Regions from separate parts of the Mus musculus genome. Here region 1 is linked to region 2. A link is a contact called in public HiChIP or PLAC-seq data. All regions are on one chromosome and are shown on one strand. Each heading gives the region's core, a stretch centred on a gene start, on an enhancer-like site or on the middle of the called end of the contact. The rest is flanking DNA. Distances are from core to core; before and after follow the strand shown.

The links. HiChIP or PLAC-seq counts read pairs in DNA pulled down with a chosen protein or histone mark.
Region 1: a contact with region 2 is called in an H3K4me3 HiChIP or PLAC-seq map of pro-B cells, with 2.3 times the contacts expected there. The contact joins the enhancer-like site here to the promoter of Anks3 in region 2. A contact is called at or near these places in 4 of 39 promoter capture datasets (the C10 cell line, HPC-7-derived erythroid cells and liver), 6 of 484 Hi-C or Micro-C datasets (the 3T3-L1 cell line, bone marrow-derived macrophages, embryonic fibroblasts and 2 more), 11 of 115 datasets of contacts at active chromatin or transcription factors (the NIH/3T3 cell line, bone marrow-derived macrophages, cardiomyocytes and 7 more) and 3 of 9 other capture datasets (adipose tissue, liver and pancreatic islet).

The regions. Positions count from the first base shown.
Region 1 is chr16:5,160,312-5,165,762 of GRCm38.p6, forward strand. It overlaps Sec14l5 (SEC14-like lipid binding 5), which reads left to right. Exons shown (of 16, transcript NM_001127725.1): 3 at 5,278-5,427. Among named protein-coding and RNA genes, the nearest start is that of Sec14l5, 16 kb to the left of the region's middle. Within about 2 kb of position 3,855, at least 11 of the 459 cell types and tissues checked have an H3K27ac peak or open chromatin away from gene starts, as enhancers often do. A contact at or near this core is called in pro-B cells, where this site is marked.
Region 2 is chr16:4,962,521-4,968,087 of GRCm38.p6, forward strand. Anks3 (ankyrin repeat and sterile alpha motif domain containing 3) reads right to left here and starts at 1,717. Exons shown (of 17, transcript NM_028301.4): 1 at 1,600-1,717. It also overlaps 4930451G09Rik.

The DNA.
Region 1 (5,451 bases), core at 2,605-5,104, 200 kb after region 2:
TGAAACAGAAGGCAGGGGCACAGCCCAGACTTGCCATGGTGACAATATTGCTTGATTCTCCATCAGTGACACCCTTGTCAATCTCTGGCGATGCAGGAACTTAACCATCTCATTCTGGAGATGCACATGGAGTGTCAGAGGGCTTATCCAAAGTCCCTTAGTTAGGAAGCAGCAGAAACCAGGTCTGCCTGACCAGGTCATGCACCAGCCACTCTCTGCCCACTTCCCAAGGCCACAGAGAATTCCTTCCCTGGAGATAGAAAGAACATCTGTCATCAAAGTACCATCCCATCAGATTTCGTGTGGGGAACCGATGAGATCATCTGGTTTACTTACAGAGCACAGGTGAGGGAGGGATTGCTTACAGGAGTGAGTGACCCAAAGATACTGCACTGGAAGGTGATTCTGCTTCAAGGATGAAAAGCTTCCCCATAGCTGCATAGATGGAGTGATTCTTTCAGTTAAGCTATACACACCATATTCTTCAGAGTCACCCGAGACCATCAAGGCCACATGCACTTAGAACAGAATAGCATACAAGTGACAGAGGAGTGACTGGATTCTCGGGTAAGGGTCCAATGATTCTTTCCCCTATGTTCCATGGGAGAATGTCAAGAGCCCGTCAGCCTGATGGATGGTGACAATTCTTGTGAGCAGGTGCAGCCGAGCGGATGAACATGGTGCCTGCTTTGCTCAGGGGATTGTGCTCTATAGCAGCTACCCAGAGGGGAGGTGGCGTCTAAGCCAGCTCTGCCCTCCCTCCTGCATTTGGCACCTGAGAAGGAGCTAGTTTGTCCTATCTTCCAGGGCTGTCACTGGGCTCTAGACACCACCTGTCTACTCAGCAATGAAGCTGTTTCAGGCCTAGAGAAAGGAAAGGCAGGGTCTTGCTTGGACCAGCTGGGAGAGGGTGGCTGCCCAGGGCCTCTGCAGGCTCTTGTGTCTTCTGCTAGGACACTCTGCTTAGAGGGGGGAATGCTTGTCCTGGGGGTACAACGACACACGGAGTTCTCAGGGGTCTCCCTCAGCAGTCCTTCTGGTCACTTGGGGCTGTTAGAGTCAGAGTCTGGGATCCAACGGCTCTAATAAGATAGGCTCAGCCATCCATCCTCAACGAGCTAGTTGAACAGAAATGTAATAGTGAAAAGTGGAGAAAGGAGATTTATTCACTATGGGCTCTCCTAAAGAACAATTAAAGTGAACTGGTGATCACTGCCCCCCTCCCCAACCCAGGTCCATCGTTGATGTCTTGATATGAGGTTTGGATTTAAATAGAAGGTGAGAGATCTGGGTAGCTAAGCACTCCTGACCAAGGTGTGGTTCCACACATCACCGACCCATCCCTGTCTGGGTTCTAGTCTCTTCTGCAAAGTGGCCTAGCAGTTTGTCAGAGCTGTATGACATCTCTTCCTGTGAGAGAAGCTGCGCCTTTGACTGGCACTAGGCTCAGCCTTTCCCTTCTTCTAGCATGAGGCTTCTGGGAAAATTCTAACTTCTCGAGGACCATTGTTTCAATAACCAAAGGGAGAGGCACAGTGTCTCTTTTAAAAAATTTATTTTATTTTTGAGATTATCATATAATTATATTTCCCCTTTCCCTTTCTTCCCTCCAAATCCTCCCTTGTTCCATTTCAAATTCATGACTTCTTTTATTAATTGTTTATACATACATACATATACATACATGCATATTATTCCTGAATATAAAGCACACCCTGCTCAGTCTGTAGAATGTCACTTGTGTCACTTGTGTCACTTGTGTGTTCTCAGGGATGCCCATTTGGTACTGGATAACCAATCGGTGTGCGCTGCCCTGGGGAAGATGATCTTTCCTGCTCTCAGCCTTCCTTAGCTGCCTGCCTTTCTTTGTGGAGGGCTGAGACCTCGTGGGCTTTCCCCCTCAAGTGTCTGGTTAGAATGTCTCCGTTCCTGCCAGGGTGAATATACAGCAATCCCAGAAGGCAGGAGTCTGAGGATGCATTTGCCCAGGGAGATAAGACCTCACGTATAGTCCCCATGGGACGGCATGTTTGCCTGAAGCCCAGCAGGACCACGTCTGCCCGCCACACTCCTGTGGCGGAATGGCTTCCTTGGCTTTCTGTGCTTCCTGACACCCCTTCTCCTTCAGGGCTAGGGCAGTGTCTCCTTCCTGGAGCTGAAGGAGCAGAGAGGATGCCACTGGCCTCAGATGTTGCCACTATTTTTGGAGTTTGTCTAGTCCCAGGTCTGAGGCACGTAGGTCTGATTGGGAGCCTCTAAACTGGGCACCGAGCTGCCTTCTCTGAACAATTGATCATTCGCTTGGGGGTCCGCTCGAGCTATCTTCAGCTACTACCCTGGGGTGGACCTCCAGTCCAGGACCTGCAGTAGCTTTGGGGACGGCAGCCTCAGGGGCACCCCTGATAGAGGACTCCTTGTTGTGGGACCTGATGACACTGATAAACCAAGATAAGGAGATTCTAACTGCTCTTCCCTAGCACCTAGCACTGCTTCAGCAGCTGGCCCAGAGAGGCTAAGTGCCCTGCCTGAAGTCACACAGCTCATACATGGTAGAATTAGCACCCGGGTAAGGAGGGAATCACATTATGACTCACACAATCATGCCATGGGATGAAAACACACACACACACACACACACACACACACACACACACACACACACTGATAATATACCATACTAGCCGGGTGGTGCCTACCTAGCATCCTAGCAGCTAGATCAGAAGTTTAAGGTCATCCTCCATACACAGTGAGTTCAAAGCCAGTCTGGGCCACATGAGATTCTCCCACAAACAAACAAACAAACAAACAAACAAGGAAAACCAGTAAAACCTTTGAGAGCAAGGCTGACAGCTTGCTTTGCACTCACAAGGCAATGGGTTCCATCTCCCAAACCATTGACACGTATGTACTATGATAAATATACGTGTTTATATGTAGAGCATCCTATGTATATCTACACAGACGTATACACTTGTACAGTTATTAGTGCATGTCGAATATACACAAATTCTCCACATAAGCTGTAAATACTTGCTAGAAATACTTATAATTATTTTTCTATGTTTATGTTCACATCCCTTTTGCATCAGGTATTTATCCACAATTAATTAATTAATTACTTTCTGAAACTGGCTCTCGTATATCTAAGGCTAGCCTTGAATTTGCTAGGAAGGCCATCCCCCTGCCTCTCCTTTCTAAGTGCTAACTCCTACTTTCGGGCATGTACTTAAGGTTTTGGTTTTTGTTTATTCTTATTTTTATTTTATGGGCATTTGTGTTTTGCTTGTATGTATGTCTGTGTGAGGTGATGGTATCCTGGAGTTACAGACAGTTGTGAGCTGCCACGTGGGTGCTGGGAATTGAACTCAGGATCTCTGGAAGAGCAGCCAGTGCACCTAACCACTGAGCCATCTCTCCGACCCCTTCTTTTCCTTTTCCTCCTTTTTCTTTTTCTCTTTCTTTTTCCTTTTCTCTGAGACAAAACGTTATGTGTAGCCTGGAACTCACGGTGTAAGACAGGCAGGCCTCTGAGGTGCATGGTATGATTCTCAGAGAATTTTTTGATTTTCCCAGAGAATTTTACTGATGCCCAGAGAATCAATAAAAATGCTTTGTGGAAAAAGAAAAGAGAAAAAGAAAGGAAAGTGGAAAGGGTTGGAAAGGTATTTCAGCAGGGAAAGGGGCCGCTGACAAGCTTGGTGGCCCGAGTTTGTCCCTGGGACCTACTTGGTGGGAGGAGAGACCCAGCCTCCTGCAGGTTGTCTCCTGACTTGCACACATGGGCTGTGGTACATGCTCCTCTCCTCAGGCAAATACATAAATGTACAAACTGAAAGCAAGAAAACAGGCAGACCTTGAATTTTCGTACCTTCCCCTGGCTCTGCCTACTGAGTGCTGGGATTGTTGGTGTGTGTGAGACCATGGCTGGCTCGTTCTAACCGTGTTCAGTCCTTTTTTCCCCTTTCTTTCATTTTTGATTTAAGCTTTCCCCATGTGTTGTGTGTAGGTGTGGCATGTGTGCGTGTGAGATTCCTCCATGGAGGGTTTGGGAATCAGACTCAGGTCACCAGGCCTGATGGACAGTGTCATTAACAGCTGGTCACGCTTGCTTTCTTCTTAAAAAAAGATTTCAGTATATTCTTGTGTGCACGTGCGTGCGCGTGCCTGTGTGTGGGGGGGGGAGGGGAAGGGATCCCAGGGACCCTTTATATAAGCCCATGTAGTCTATAAATAGAAATAGTTTCACTTCCTTTCAGTCTAGAACCTGAACTGTGGTTTTAAATAGAAGCAAGGAGAACTCACACCAGAGTCTGATTTCTGACCTGAGGGTGAAGCATTAAGTCTTTCACTCCTGAGTGTGAGGTTACCTATGGGTTTTTTCCTATGTGGCTGACAGTTTATTGGCAATTTTCTTTAATCAGAAGGGGGTGTTGCATTTTATCAGGGTCTCTGTCTCCCTGTCTGTCTCTGTCTCTCTTTCTCTCCAACCCTCTGGGCAGTTGTGTAAGTTCATTTGACGTTCAGCAGTTACCTCGCATCCATATTAACAGTAGGCTTTTGTATGTGGTGATGGTAACACAGAGCTTGTTTGGAGAACCCACACTCTCATTACATTTTCTGGACAAACATACATGCATGAGATATGGAACATTTCTTCTCAATGTGCACGTCTGAGGTCTCATGTCCTTAATGTGAATTTCTAGAGTTCTCTGATTGCCTGAGGGTCACTCTTCTTGAAGCCACCACCCCAAGGATTCTCACCTCAGTGTTGGTGGTGTATTCCCACTAGTGCCTTGCATATGGCAGGACAGCCCCTATTTCCTCAGGAAACCCTTCTTTGTGGGACCCACTCTGATTGGCCCAGGTTGGAAAACAGGACTCAGGTCTTTTTCTGAGATTTTTTTTTTCTTTTAGTGTTGAGGGTAGGAACTAGACTTAATGACCCAGGCTGTCATTCCCACCACTGAGAAAGCTGCAAGGTGGCTTTTGACTGCAGAATGAGTTCAAGGACAAGTTGGTCAGTTTAGGGAGACCCTGTCTCAAAATAAAAAAGTAAAGCAGTCTGAGGATGTAGCTTGATGTTAGGGTGCTTGCTTGCTTGCTTGGGTTCAATCCCCAATACCACCAAAATAAATAAATGAAAATAATTAAAAATGTCTCGATGGTGTCTTGTCTCACTGTTCTGAAAAGGGGCCAAGATGTGTGTGCTGGGTGCTTCTGTCCAGGAACAGTCTCTCTCAGGAAGGAACCTCCTCCTTACCGGCTCTCTGTCCACAGGCCTACGAGAAGCGCTTCCCCACCTGCCCGCTTATCCCAGTCTTTCTGGGGAGTGAAGTCCTGGGCGAGTGGCGGAGCACAGATGGGGCAGTGCACACCGTGGAGCGGAGCTGCAGGCTGCGAGTGGATGCCCCGCGGCTGCTGCGGAAGGTGGGCACGGGGCTGGGGTCCCGG
Region 2 (5,567 bases), core at 467-2,966:
TGAGATTAAAGGCCTGTGCCACATACGTAGATAAATGGTCACTGGTACTAAGCATTGGTGGGGGCCACCTCAGTGATCCCAAGCCACTTTAAGTGGCTGAGTCCTTCCGGGACAATATCGCAGTGCTCTGGCAAGGTTATTACGCTGAGGTTGGAACTGACCCTAACCTGACCCAACAGAGTCAAGAGTAGAACAGCAGGGTGGGAAGACCCGGGCTTTGGCACTGAACCCACCTGGGTCCCATCTCGGGGTCAAGACCACCACAGGAGTGGCCTCAAGGATACAGAGCACCACAATATCCATACTCAAGAGTTCTGGTGAACCCAGAAGGAAGCCCGAAGGAAGTATGACCCAGAAGGTACTAATTCCCTCGAGGCCCTTAAACACTCTAGCATTATCCTGTGTTGGTGAAAGCTGGGCCTGGCAGCACAACTTCCAGACGAGGCAGAAGAGTCAAATCCCAAGCCTGCCTGGGCAACTTAGTGAGACTAAAATATTTTAAAAGTAGAAAGATGGGCTGGAGAGATGGCTCAGCAGTCAAGAGCACTGACTGCTCTTCTGAAGGTCCTGAGTTCAAATCCCAGCAACCACATGGCTCACAATCACCAGACAACTACAGTGTACTTAGATTAAAACAAATATGTTTTTAAAAAGTAGAAAGATTGTTGAGGATCTATCTCAGTGATAAGCACTATATATACACAACTTGCAAGGACATAAGTTTACTTTTAAAAGTTATAAAAAGGACAACATACAACAGTTTGCCAGTCTCACGATGAGTGATGTGTGTGGGCTGGTAAGGTGAAAACAAGGCCTGTATCCTGGAAACACCAGCTTCTCCTGCTGCAAGGCCTGCGCTCAAGTAGCACCTAACCTAGTCTGAACCAACAGAATGGACACGTGCTTCCCCAAACTGGAAACCATAGGCGGATTAGCAGAACCCTGGAAGAACTCACACCTGCAACTCCAGCTCTTGGGGGGCTGAGACAATAGGACCGCCTTTGAGTTCAAGGACAACCTGGGTAACATTAGATGCTTACACTAAAAACATCCAACCCGCCAGCGTAGTGGCACCGGCCTTTAATCTCAGCATCTGGGAGGTAGATCTCAGTGAGTCTGTGGCCAGCCTGGTCTACACAGTGAGACACGCCCACAATCTCAAAAAACCAACACCCCCAAAAAATCGATTCAAGTAAAATAAAAGTTTCTATGTCTTCTGCACCTCTCTCTCTCAGAATTTCAGTTGCAGCCCTGATAAGTTATTCTTAAAATTCTTAAATCTTAGTTTTAAAAAAAATTCTATTCTGGAGGCAACTGTCATTCCTCCAAGAGATCCATGAAGGCCTCGAGGGAGCCCCTGCAGCCCAAATGTACGACGCAGTTCCGACCCTAGCGGTCCCGGCGACTATGCACGACCGCAGGCTCCCGTGTGGCTCAGCAGTCTGGCCGACACCTCGCGTGACCCCTTAGTTTAGCACCACGGCGGCGGGCCCGTGTCCCCAAACCCTGCGACAGGCAAACGCCAGGGCTGCCCACCCGAGCAGACTCAGGGCGCCTTGGGCCCCACCTCTCAGAGGGCCCTGCCGCGGCCCGGCCTACCTTGCAAGGCCTCAGGTTCCCGGGCCACCCTCCAGCGACAGCGGCTCGCCCCTCACCGGCCGACAGCCCTGCGCCCGGCCCACCCCGGAAGTAATCCTCGCACGGCGCAGAGCATCCCGGGAAGGTGACGGACGTTCTGTTATTGACACGCCACAGCAGCCCATGAGATGGCAGATACCGGCCCATTCGCTCGGGAGCCAATCCTGAGGCAGAGAGGCAGGCGGCGAGTCGCCAGGCCGCCGTGGGTGGCCGTACTCAGCACGGGGACAAGGCAAGTGGGCGGGCGGAGCGGCTGAGGCAAGTGGGAGACCGCGGAAACCCACGCGACGATGGGTGGGTCCTGGCTGCGGGTGGCAGGGAATGAGACCCTCCCCTCGGCTCTAGCACGGACTGCCTCGTCCCGCTGCCTTCCAGTTCCCTTGACAACGACGCCTGGCGCGGGGCGGGGCGAGGCGGGGCCAACTGGCTTTGAGGAGAAACACTGAGCCGCTCGGTCTTCTGAGCTCCTCCATGCTCTTTCCTCTGCGGGTCAAGCCTTCCTTCAACCCTCCCCGCCTTGCACACCTAAAGGACGATCAGTCCTGGGCGGCCCCCTTCACTTCGGTGATTCTGTGTCCTACCGCCAAAGCCCCTGGTAGGAAACATCTTTTGGTGCGTATACCAAAAGCGTCTCCACCTGTGGTTCCCAATTCAGGACAGCCAAGCACCCGTCCTTGCTCAAATGCCCTAAGACCCCACTCACTCCTCTGACGCAGCTCTGGTTTGGCACCGTTAGCTGATCTGCTTGGTCCGCTTGCTAGGCCTTCACCCACAATCCTAAAGTCCCTCTGCCCCTGAGGACTGAACGTGTTTTCTTTAGGGTGAGATATAAAAGGTGGAGCTGAGCCAGCGACTGGATTATAGAGACTCATTTGAGTGATGACTAAAAAAAAAAATCTCTTGAATAATGGATCTTAAACCTCTAATTCTAAAGATTATTTTTAATTATATTAATGAATTAGTTTGTATTTTAATTATGTGTATGGGTGTGAAGGTGGGTATGTGTACTCCAGTGCAGATACGAGTGGACGCCAGAGACGGGCTCTCCCTGAGGTTAAAGTTGCAAGTAGTTGTGGTTTTGGAAACTGAATTGTGATCCTCTATGAGAGCAGTAGAGGACACCACCATCTTGTGCACTCATGACTGCACATACCCACACATACAGTCCTGCTACCAAGTGACATAAGTTTGCAGAACCAGAAGGAAATGGGTAGAAACTAGAATTTTTGCGGGTGCATTTTCATCTACAGCTGATCAAGGCTTTGGGAAGGCTACCAATGCTAGTTTCTCCTTGAACACCCAGACACTGCCACCTCACCTTGTGTGCTCCACAGGACTCCTTGATGATGACAGACGGTGTCCTTTGAGTCCTGGCCCCCATGACATCCAAAGACAAAGCAGTGATGTCCTTGCCAGTTTCTCCCTGGGATGCCATCCTTGAGGCTGCCAAAAACCAGCTTCCATCTCTGGATTCAGACTCGTCCCTGGTGAGCAAGAGCTTTCTCCTGGATATTAACTGCCAGCCTGGGCAAGGACAGCTTCGGGCACTCCTCTACAGACCCCACTTTGGTCTATGGACTTTATTTTCACTCATCAGTGTCTGGGATTACTTCTGGGTATCCACTTCTTCCAGGCTTCTCTCTGGGTTTGCCAGAACTCTTGAGTGTGGATATTAGTGCTCTGTATCTCCAAGGCCACTCCTCCTGTGGTCCTAACTCCCAGGTGGACTCGGTACCAAAGCCCTGGACTTCCCACCCTGCTGTTGGACTGCTCTCAACTCTGTTGGGTCCGGTCGGGTCCAGCTCCAAGCTCTGAGAGTGATAACCTTGCCAAGGCCACATGGTATGGTCTGGGAGGGATTCTGCCACTTGAGGTGAGCCGGGGGGTCACTGACAGTATCAGTGGCCATTTATACATGTGAGAGGGATCCATTGTGATCCACTGGTCAGACGCTCAGCACATAGGTTGGCACAGGACATTTCAAGTGAAGAGCAAGGATTCTAGAAGCAAGGTGACTAGTTTGTGCCTCTTCACTACCGTTGTTCAGTGCTGGCTTTAATGCAGTGTCCATTGTATGCATTAATGCAGCATCTGTTGTGTGCATTAACACAGCACATCCATTGTCTAATTAATGCAGCATCCGTTGTGTGCAAGGCTTGCATATGGCCTGTGAAAAACGAAGCCCACATCTCACCAACAGGAGGTATGCTGCCAAGCCTGTTTTCAAATTGGCAGCAGAAAGCAGCACAGAACAAGGCCCTTTGTCGAGAACTGATCTTTCCAGACCTGCTCCTGGGCAGGATGTGCAAAGTATGACTGCCTTTTCCTCTAAAGTGCCCTGGTCTCTCTGCAGTCTGACTGTGAGGAAGAAGAGCTCTTCATCTTTCAGCGGAACGAGCCCGTCCTGATTCCAGACCTGACTGAGGAGCTGGCTGAAGACCCTGTTGGTGTCGATGAGTCAGGGACCTGGGTTACTGCAGGGAGGAGTCCTTCACCTGAGGTCTGTAGGACACTGGCCTTGGGAACTCTGGAGGGGAGGGGAGGGAGGTCGTCCCAAGTCTCATAAGGATTCCACGAGCAGTGGAATGGTTAAACCACTGGTTTTGCCTCTCTTCCTCCCACAAGGACAGCCTGGCCATCGGGTATGTAGCACATGAGCACGCCCTCCCTCAGAACTAGGAGCACATTTGATTTTCTCTCTGATTTCCCACCCTGATCTGTGTTGTTTTCTACCAAGACATTTTATATTGTCTGGCCATTGTCAGAGCTGCATGTCTCAAGTGTCTCTCCATAACCTAGCTAATTCATAGCTGAACTTATGTTCAGCTACTAAGTGATCCAGCAAGGAAAAGAAGGGGTTTGTTCCACAAATACCTGCACAGTGGTGCTTAATGCTACCCTAGTAGGAGATCAGGGAGAATTGGGAAACAAACAGGAAAGGCCACAACACAAGCTCTAGGCGCCTAGTTGCAGGAACTACCAATACCATAGCTATAATCATCTCTCTGCCCCACATCCCTGGGAGAGACCAAGACCTCTATGTAAACTCAAGCAATCATCCAGAGCTGGTGGAACAGGCATGTAATATGAGCTACTTGGAAACTGAGGCAGGAGCATCAGAAGTTAAAGGCAGGGGCTGGACAGGATGATTCAATAATTAAGAGAGCTTGCTGCTCTTGCAGAAGACCCAGGTTTGGTTTCCAGAACTACATGGTAGCTTACAACCACTTTTCACTCCAATTCTAACAGATCAGGCCCCCATCTTTTGGCCTCTGTAGGCTCCAGCACACACATGGTACACATAAACACACGTACATATATATGTACAATTACGACTAATACTGGAGGTGGTGCTACATGCTTTAATCACAGCACTCAGAAGACAAAGGCAGACAGATCTCTGAATTTAAGGACAGCGAGGGCTAGCTGAAACAGAGAAACCCTGTCTCAGAAAAGCTGGTAGGTAGGTAGGTAGGTAGGTAGGTAGGTAGGTAGGTAGGTAGATAGATATTCACATCAGTGGCTTGATGATGAGAATGGTTGCTATCTACTGATCCCACCTGAGGCATTTTATCCTTGGCAACCCCATCCTGTCAGACCTATTAACACTTGTTGACGTTGCTGTGGTGAAACATACTTCCCAATGAAAACACTGTAGAATCCAAAACCCATTTTAAAGGCTAAGCTGGGCTCCAGGACCCACTCAGCTCTGGGTAACCTGTCTCTGCTCAGTTAATCTTAACATCATTGAAGCAAGCTGGATCTGTGAGGGCTGAAGAGGCTCTCCGGACCCGTCTCCACCATCTCCATTGCCTGAAGGCCAGCCCTCAGAGGAGCAAGTGTAGACAACACCCCTTACACTCCGCAGGAGGATCTGGGAGGCCAGCTGGGGCTCTGGCCACTTTAGGTCACTTTTTTGGTTTGTTTGG